Regions from separate parts of the Sus scrofa genome. Here region 1 is linked to region 2. The links are chromatin contacts, called in public Hi-C maps. All regions are on one chromosome and are shown on one strand. The core of a region is the stretch at or near the end of the contact, and the rest is flanking DNA. Distances in the headings are between cores, read along the strand shown.

Region 1 (5,086 bases), core at 1,898-4,397, 300 kb after region 2:
ATAGTACTGTAGATGATCAGGAAGTATTTGCTTCCTTATTTCCAACTTTCCTCCATGCCCAGGGCCTCTTGGTTTCACTTAAAACTCACCATAGGAAAGAATGAAGAATTCAGGCACATTGTATGACCAATGACTGTCAGCACCTCAGCAGTCAAGAGTGCTTTCCTAACCAAGACAAAAACCATAATTGCTCACCATAGTGTTTGCTGTGTGTAGGGTCTATGTTCAGCCTCTCCTCTGTGTGTATTATATCACTAAATCCTTGCAGCAGCCCCCCAAGGCAGGTGGCAGGTAGCAGTCCATTCCCATTTTACAACTAAAGAAACCAAGGCTTTGAAATTAACCTGCCCAAGGTCATTAAGTCCCAAAGAGGGCCTTACAAAGTCAAGTCTCAAATGCAGACATATTCCACAAATGCCCCCTGAGAGCAGAATGCTCACTGGGACCAAAAGTTTAATTAAGTCCTACTTTCCTCAAATGCCAATCATTAGTCACCAACTTTATAATTTATACCATATTTATGTAGTATCTATATTATAATTTATATAATTCATACAGTTATTGATCATTCTTTAAACTTGATCCATTTTAACTTAAATGTATTGTAAAAGAAACTCAATATGACTACCATAAATGGAAAAACCAGTATCTCCTGCCATAAACAAAAGAAGATAACCACAAAAAAAGGTTTAAAAACAAAGCAACATTATGAAATTTGTGCCAGATACTCTTGTCTGCTGTGCAGTCCAAGAAGTCTGCAGCTGTGGCAGACACTTAAGGAGCACCAAACTGAGGCTCTCCTTGCTGGAATCTGAAGGCTCCAAAAGTACTTGAAAAGAAAATAACCTTCTCACCATATGGTTCAGTCTATCTGATGCTAATCCAAGCATCACCAAAAAGTCATTGCAAAGTGACCGGGAACTCCAGCCCAGCCTCATATGTCTGTGGCCTTAAAGGAAGAACCTTCAGTAGGTTCTGAGGAAAGACCACCAAGGGACCCCTTGGATTTGGTCTTCATAGATGGGAAGAGGCATATTTTTGACGGCAGCTCCCAAGGGCAAAGGTCAGTTTTCTAGTGACATGGAGACTAAGTGGAAGAGAAAAAATTCAGACACTCCTAACAGTTGGCCAGCCCAGCCCCAAGGCTTTGCCAGTGATGGATGTACAGATCGGGGCTAACTCCAACCTGAGAAGATTCCCCAGCCAAGCACGAGGCGGACTTCAGGAGTCAGACCTTGTCTTTCATCCTGAGAACTTCTTACTGTCTGGGCAGAGCTGCTCACCAAAAATCCCTCCCACAAGCCCAATAGGTCTTCACTCATACCAACTGCTCTGCCTAAACTACCCGCCATTATCATGTCTCCTCCAAAGCGGGACCATGGTGGGAGAGGGGACATTGTTATGTGCTATCACTGTATTCCTACAATATCTGCCTCCATTCTTCCCATTGTTTATTCGTTTCTCAGACTCTGCTCGGGAAGGCAGTCCCATCGGAAGTGCCTCAGTCCTCCACTCATACATGAAAAAACCTTACCCAGAGTCTGCAGGGCCTAGGAAACCTTCTCACAGTCTTCCTGCTTCTGTAATGGTGCATTCACAGCCCTCCTGGAGCACCTCTAATAGTACATTCTGTTCTGTATTTATGCACCTATTATCCCAAAAATTGCTGGTGCAGAGAAGTGCTCAAGAAATATTTAAAACTGAGGCATAAACGGCTATTACCATTGCTAGCACTAAGCAAGCGAGTGGGTAGGCATCTCAGTCCACCACCATCTCAGGAGGACTCGTGCACAAAACGGAGCTGGATTTTCCTACAATCCAATTTATTTCCCATTTTAAGCACCGGCCTGGACAAAACTCAGAAATTTGGGGATCCCGCTCCTTCTCCCAGAGGTGTGCCAAAGTTTTGGAGCTTGACGTTAGTTCTCATGGTTTGAGAGGCAAGAGTCAATGTCAGTCTCATTGGTCCAAGAGACGTACATTGCCCTGTGGTGTTCAGTTGATGGTCCATATAGATTGGGTCCAATTCATCCCAGCCTCCGCTCTGCTACATGTGTGCCCCTCCTGGATGCACAGGATTCTTTCTGCTCTTCTCAGACCTTATAAGGCACAGGAAATCCTGTTGGAGGCTCTGTCCACCAGGCATTTCATGTAGCCATTTCTTCTCTAGAATCTTGCTCCCTCTCTAGTGATAGAGTGTACTGCCAGGAAATAGTACACTGGTCCCCTCTGTATCTGAATCCCACAGAACCTCCTTGGGGGCTGCCACCTACCCCAGGGCTCATGCTTGGGAAGCAGGTTCAGCTCCCCATCTCCTGCCCCCCACTAATGCTTTAACCTCCTCATCTGTCCCCTCCCCCCAATCTGAGGAATCCTTTTTCTCATCTGAGGTGAGAAGCCTTGCTCTCACTCACCGTATTTCTCCCAAATCTGTAGCCTACTAGACCAGGAGTCAATCTGGTTCTCCTAAGGACTTGGGTTTTTGAAACTCGAAAGCCAGGAGGTGCTTCCTCTCCTCTCTGCTTTCTCTCGTCACTTCCCTTTCCTGGGGCAGTGACCACAGCATGGCCAAGTGGTTCAAATCCAGAAGGGTCTCAAGAGAGAAAGGACAAACTAGAGTGAAAAAAAACTACCAGCTGACTTTCCAGAAGTATCATCCAACCTCACAAACATTAAACAAACATGAAAGCACATGTTCCTTTTAGAGCAATAAGTTAACACAGCCAAGTTTAAGATACAAGGGGATATTTTTCTGCCATTTCTAGCCCTTAGCTCTCTTTTAACTGTTCTTTGGCTTCAGGAAGAATATGGGGTACCTTCTTAATTTTTAAGAAAAATGTTCCAGAGGAGAGAATGTCACTGTCAAAACACCCATTTTTACTGTGTCCGAGCTCCCTCCTGATGGTGCTCCTTTTGTATTTTCTCTCAGATCTGGAAACTGCTCTTCTCCCCCCATATCCTCTTGCCCCCTAACCACTTCACACCAGGATGTTTGAAATCCTTCTCAAGAATTTAGCTGGAGTTGGAGGTGGGAGGGGCCTGGGAGGTATAGAGGCTCCGTGATTCCAAAAGAGACCTGCCCTGTGTTGCTCCCCGACTCCCTCCACTTTCTGGGAGCAGAAAGAGGGGAGAAAGTCATCAGGGCTTTGACCCTGGGAGGCTCCCACGCAGCTTCCCCAGGAGTGGAAGGAGGGAGCAGGCTGGAGGTGGAGAAAGGCTGCTTGTGCTCTTCCAAAGGGGATTTCTTCACTTCCTGGCAGGCTCCAGTACACAAACGTGTTTGTTTAGGAGGGGAAGGAATGTCATTGATTGCTCTGGTGGTGGTGGTGAGGGGAAAACAAAAATAATCTGCCCAGCAGCTCGCTGTTTCCTGTGCATGTGTCTGTGTGTGTGTCTGTCTGTAGGCCTGGAGAGCTCTCTGCTTGTTTGGACTGGAAAGGATTCCTCTGGAAGAGTTAAATAGAGACAGAGCTGCAGAAAAGGCACCCTGGGGGCTCCTGACACTCACCTGGCAGGACAGCTGCCACCTGGCACCCAGAAGAAGGACCTTTATTCCAGTTACAGCTTCCGGGAGTGATGGAGAGTACCAAACCCTTTGCCAAACCCTCTCCACAGTCAGTGTCTGGCCTTTTGGATGTCTGGCTTGTAGGGCCCTCTGTTATGACTCTTGTCCCCTCAGTAAAAGGCGAGATCCCTGAAGGAGAGCAGCTCCAAAAGATTCCTCTCTATTTCCCTGCCTAGCAGAGTTTGGGTGCATAGTAGGTACTCATCATGTTTATGGAGCTGAACTCTCCCTCCCACCATCTGTCTTATCTCTTACTTTAAGCATGTTCTCTTTGTTAATGCTCTGAGCACATAAGCATTGTTATCCCCATTTTACAAATGAGGAGCTTAAGCTCAAGGTCAGCTTCGTCCAGCAACTAAAATATTGGAGCTTTGAAATATTGGGATTTGAACATGGGTCCTTCTGCTCTCTTTTCACTACACCTCTCTCCTCTCAGCCTCTCTTCTGTTCTTCATTTGTCCTCCCTTTAGGAGCCTGCTCTGCCTGCCCACACACTCATTTTAATTCCCCTCCTACACGTTCTCAGAGACCTTGCTTAGTGGTTTCAAGGGCTCTCTGGGTCTCAACAGAGGATGTAAAGAGACCCCTGAGGGACAAGATTAGGTGGCAGGAAGAAAGTGTGAGAATAAACTTCATGCCAATCTCTGCTCAAATCTCACCCCGGGTAGAGGGCTTTCCTATTCCTTTTTTCTTTTTTTTTTTTTTAAGTCCATCTTTTAAAATGTAAATCGTGTGCATATTTTATATCATGTTCAAATGAATCCACATAGTCATACAAGTATAATTTTTAAATATATTTAAAAAACACAAATAACTAGTGACGTGTTGAGATACATCCTCAAGTACTTTGATAGGACGCTGACCATAGTTCAGAGCCTTTTGATTCCACAAGAGTCCTTGGATGATAGTAGAAGATAGCTTCTCCTTGGTTTCAGAAACCCTGGGATAGAAACCAGGTGCTCTGCCCCTCTGCACCTGTTCCCTCAGCTAAAAATAGGGGTAGCAAAATCATACCAGCATCATAGAGTCAATGGGTGTGTCAAGTCAGAAAATAAATACAACATGCTTCTTAAAAGTATGGAGCTCCTGTTATGGCTCAGCAGAAATGAACCCAACTAGCATCCTTGAGAAAGCGGGTTCGATCCCTGACCTAGCTAAGTGGGTTAAGGATCCAACATTGCTGTGAGCTGTGGTGTAGGTCACAGACGTGGCTTGGATCCCTCCTTGCTGTGGCTATGGTATAGACTGGCAGCCGCAGCTCCGATTGGACCCCTAGCTTGGGAACTTCCATATGCCACAAGTGTGGCCCTAAAAAGAAAAAAAAAAGAAAGAAAGAAAAAGCTGATGCATTAATTCTTACTCTGGCCCTAATGCTAAGTGTTTCACCTGATGTCAAATCTGTTAATCCCTGGAATAGCCCTATGGGGCAAAATGCTATATTTCCCATTTGATGGATGAGGAAACCAAGGTACAGAGTAGAAGAAGTCATTGCCTAAAGTCATACACCTCTTTGTGGATGAA
Region 2 (4,835 bases), core at 921-3,420:
AATGGTTCATGTTTATATGTGTGTTTTTATTATTGATATGTTTATCCAATACCATTTCCCATCGAGACATGGCACTCAGCTGACACCTAGTGTGAACTTCCAACTTTTCCTTGAGAGTAGATAGCACATCCTGGTCAAGATATTCAGTGTCTGTTGAGTGAGTGTGTGATGATGGTGGTACAGTCAGGGAAAGGTGGAGCTAGAAAGGGACTTTAGAGATCATGTAATTCAGAGGTTCAGAGAGGAAGTGACTATTCCCAGCACACACATCAGTTTACTGTTGGAGTTCAAAGTGTGAAGAACCCAGGCTCCCATCTCCCACATCATTGTTTTTCCCACTATGTTTCTCCGTTTTCCAATGTTGTCCTTTGCGTTCCCTTTTAAAGAAACTACTAGTCCCTTCTTATGATTTTTATAGCAGACAAATTAATATTACTCTCCAGTCATGCAGTTCATATATTCCACATTTACTTGCAAGAGGCTTTCTTCTTTGAGAGAGGGCAAGGGGGTTTGTCTAGGAATGAGTGCTGAGCAACGGCTAATAACCAATGAAGGGCTCCAAACAGTGCAGCAGGGGCAATATTGAGGCTATGGTTGGATGAAACCTGCTAATTCTAAATGTAACAGGGACTGCTTTGCCAGTTGGATGACCCTTCATGGCTCACCTCCCTGGTGTGGCTGTAGAAAGGAGCAATGGGCATGAAAGCGAGTCCATCTTCTTGCACTGGGAAGTGCTGGCTTGTTCCTTAGCCTCTACCTGCCATGTTTGCAATTTACCCTTCCTAACTAACTACCACTCCATTAGCACTGGCCCTGGCCCCGTTAATATCATTGGTAGCTGAGACTCCAATGGAAATTAAGTAGGAATTCTGAAGAAGTCAATAAGCCCTTTAATTTCTTGAGGGTTGTATAATAGAAAAGTAAACAAAATCTGTCTTATCTTAACCTGCTCTTTCATTTCAAGAAATGCTCACCGAGCACCTGCTTTGTACTTGGCCTTAATGACAGAGCCCTCCACTCTCAAAGTGTTCTTCTGGTGGGAAGTTAGACACTGGGGGTGGTGACTTCATACGCTGGCGTGAGGGCTGTCACAAAGATCTGTGAAGAGTATAGAGGAGCACCGGAAAGGGAGGGATTGCCAACCTTGCCTTGGGACACTCTTAGGAAAGGCTTCTCAGAGGCTTGGGGGTGGGAACTAGCTGGGTGACAGGCCAGGAAGGAGCAGATGTGAACATCAGGGCTTCCCACTAAAGAGCATGTTTTAAATCTCAACTTGTCACATGTGGGGGAAAATAGCCAGAGTGTAGGCTGCATGCAAAAGGCTGGTGGGACATGAAGCTGGGAGAGAAGATAGGGAACAGTCTCTTTTCAGGGTGGGCTTTGTAGGACAAGGCATGAGACTAGAAATTGTGTCCCAGAGGCAGTGGGACATATTTATTGAACTTTTTAAGCCATGGAGTGATGTGATCATGTTTCCATTTTTTGATGCATGGGCCGATAGTGGTTTTAGAAGATAGACTGGTCAGGATTGGTGACATGAAACTGGAGGTGGGGAAACTCAGCTCTGGATTGGGTGAAAAAGACATTCTATTCTTGAATATTATGCTTGGGGAGGAGGTTCACGGAAAGGACTTGATAAAATGCATGCGTATTCCTGCCTCTGCCTTCTTTAGTTCTTTAAACTTCATTCTCATACCTGTAACTTGTATTTGAGAATAGGAGAGGTGACTTATTATTTTCCTTAAAACAGAGAGGATGGAACCAGATGCATAAGATGTGTTTGAGCTGGCATTACATAAAAACAAACCCGTCAGCTGCGTTTTATTCACCAACTTAGTCCCGTCCACTTGCTCTGACCCATTTCACACCCGCATTCCAGCTTACTCTCAACCTACCTAATCTCTGGCCTCGTGATTCCTTCAACTTCTTATGTTCTCCTTCCTCATTCCCTTCTGCCCCTCCCCACACCACTTCTCCAGCTTTGACCTTCAGCTTTGACCTTCAGCTTTTGCTGGGCCACTCTGTACATTTGCAGTCAGCTCTGCTGTCATTTCTGCTATTTGAGGTCTGGCTCACTCCCTGATGAGAGGAGACCCGCTGGGCTCACCCCAGCCCTGCCAGCAGCCCTGCCCGGATGTGCTTGCACACAGGCTTTCAGTCTTTGCACTTCAGTAGGAATCAAGGGTTATTAATTAACCCAGGGTGGAACCTATTATGAAACATCCCAGAAAGCTGGAACAAACCAAAGGGACTTCTGAACTCACAGCAGGAAAAATGCCTTTTAATTGACTTGGATGACTTCACCACAAAAATCTGTCTGGCTGTTATGCTAAACTGGAAACTAATCTATTAGATTGTCTAAGGAATCTCCCAGCCCACCCTGGCCAGAATCTCCTGAGGAGGGGAGTGGGGCTGACACATAAACAGGACATATGCTTTGAAATGGCTTCTTTTGGATCATACCCAGTCTAGCTGCATTTTCCAGGCCCTGGGAATGAGAAGAAAAGCTGATATCTGAGAATGGAGTTTCTATGTCCTACAGTATGTATATTTAATATCACATAGGAGCTTTCCTCAGATACTGCTTCCTTTAGAATCAATTCAGCCTACGCTGAACCTGTCTTGGACCACTTCTTCCAGAGAGTTTAGAGGGTGACATGAGATAATTTCCACGGATGGTGTTGTCATGTGCATGATAGCTGTGGAGCCTGGACTCGGAAGGTATTAGTGAAAATAGCCAGTGTTTAATCACGTGCTTACTAAATGTCGGGCACACGCTGAGCACTTCATGCAGATTAGTTTATTTATCCTGAACACTTCCCTATGAAGAGTAGGTACTCTAAGTTTCCCCGTTCTTCAGATGAAGAAACTAAGATAAAAGAGGTTATGTGGCTGACCCAAGGCCACTTGCAAGTGGCAGAGCTGGAATTCACAGTCTAACTGCAGGTGCAGTTTTACTTAAGAAGGTGTATCCTGGAGAAGTAGAATCTGAAGACTTGGTGAATTTCTTCTTCTTTGTAAGGGCTGGCTTGTGCATTAGACTGCTGCTGGACCCAAATGTGGCTTACAACGTCCTCTGTGAGCTAGCCGCTGCCTACCTTTCTTCAAGGTTTAGCTCAGCTATTTTGACTCTGCTTCTCCTGAGCACCCCGTCTACCCAAGCAGGCGAGGTGCCTCTTATCCCTGCTCACATACCTTGGGCATGTTACTGCCATCACATTTACTTTGAAACTATTCGTTCACTCACCTGTTACTCCCTCCAGACTCTGGGCCTATAGAGAACAAGGGCAGTATCTTTATTCAACCTGCAGATGTTTACTGAGTGCCTGCTAAGTGGTAGGTGCTAGGGCTGCAGCGGCAGTTAAAACAGATGTAGTCTCTACCTGATAGAGCTTACAGTCTAATGGAGGAGAGACATACTAATCACATAATTGATCTCTCCCCCCACCCTCTCTCTTGCACGCATGTGCACACATGCACATGCATACACACACACATGCACGTGCACACACACACTGTAATTACAAACTGACTAGCAACCGTGGGAAAAAAATATACAACGTTATGGTAGCATGCAGTGGGTAGGATACCACTGGGCACATATTCAGGTGCTTACTAGGTGCTTCAAGTACCCAGATACATAATATGTGTGCAATAAATACTTGTCTAACTTATCTGAAATAGGGGAAAGTGAAAAAGCTACAGAGAAAATATTGGATCTGGTATAGAACTTCCCAGGAAACAGACTCACCCAAGTATTCTTCTACACAGTAAATGACACAGGTAAAGCACTAATCTGACAATAGTGATACAGGTAAAGCAATGCTTGTCATTAGGTGAGCACAGGTTGCCAGCCACTGTCTGAGTTTATCTGTATACATTTAATCCTTTCCACGACCCCACCACGGAAATATTGATGGAACTGAGACTTAAGACATTGAAGGTCCTGCCCAGAGCCACCCAGCAGTTGGTGGGAGAGCTGAGATGTAGGTGATCCAGAAGCCCTGGAGCCCACACCACTGACCCTGCATTTATCACCTCTCTTTGTCCTTCTCTCAAACTGTGACTAAACACTGGATGTTCCTTGTTCAAAGTTATGGTGCAGGTTAGAGTAGAGCCAAACCACTCTCCACCCTTGTCTCCTCCTTGCCAAGTTAGGCTTTGGGAATTCTTAGGGGAAGAATTTGATAGTGATAAGAGGGCAGTGCCAGACAGAAAGTGGAATTGAGCCCCATATAGGGGCTTCAAGAGTTGCATTTTGGGGGTTCAATGTTTATGGTAAAGGAAAGAAGAAAATTTTATTATTGAAGGTCAGTTATGTGCCCTTCATCACTCTAGTGCTTCTCACATATTGCTATGCTTAGTCCTATTATTGTTCAGATGAGGAACTTGAGCCTGGAAGTGGTAAAGTAGGTATTTGCAGGGTCGGAGGCAGAATTGTCATTGGAACCTGTGTCTACCTGGTTCTAAAGCCCAATTCCCTTGTCTCACCTGTTGCCCAGCCAGATCTGGAAAAAAGACTTGCTTCCTCCATCCCACAGCACTTTTTCAGATTGATTTTCTCAGAGTCTACAGGCAGCCCATCTGGGTTTTCTAATCTGTCTTAACCTGTGTTGCTGCAACTATCTTTGCTCCCCGAGCAACAGCCCTGGGGTTTCCTTCATGAGCTTCTGGGTGCATTCTCAGCCTGTTTAAAATGGAACTGAATCAAGTGACCTCCCCACCCACCCCACCTTGGGAACTACATTCTGTCCAGACAGGGAGGAGACAGGCAGCCCTCCCCTCTAGCTGCCAGGAAAAGCAGGGGAAACAGAGGGGTGGAACCTCCCATGGCT

What was found. Hi-C and Micro-C count contacts between places; a contact is called where the count stands out from the background.
Region 1: a Hi-C map of liver shows a contact between it and region 2, with 1.5 times the contacts expected there. The contact joins two enhancer-like sites. A contact is called at or near these places in 3 of 47 Hi-C or Micro-C datasets (embryonic fibroblasts, fetal heart ventricle and liver) and 1 of 2 datasets of contacts at active chromatin or transcription factors (skeletal muscle).

What each region holds. Positions count from the first base shown.
Region 1 is chr5:12,382,939-12,388,024 of Sscrofa11.1, forward strand. All of the region lies in intron 6 of SYN3 (synapsin-3), which reads left to right. Among named protein-coding and RNA genes, the nearest start is that of FBXO7, 140 kb to the right of the region's middle. Within about 2 kb of position 3,148, at least 13 of the 83 cell types and tissues checked have an H3K27ac peak or open chromatin away from gene starts, as enhancers often do. A contact at or near this core is called in liver, where this site is marked.
Region 2 is chr5:12,084,816-12,089,650 of Sscrofa11.1, forward strand. All of the region lies in intron 3 of SYN3 (synapsin-3), which reads left to right. Among named protein-coding and RNA genes, the nearest start is that of MIR9790, 59 kb to the left of the region's middle. Within about 2 kb of position 2,171, at least 26 of the 83 cell types and tissues checked have an H3K27ac peak or open chromatin away from gene starts, as enhancers often do. A contact at or near this core is called in liver, where this site is marked.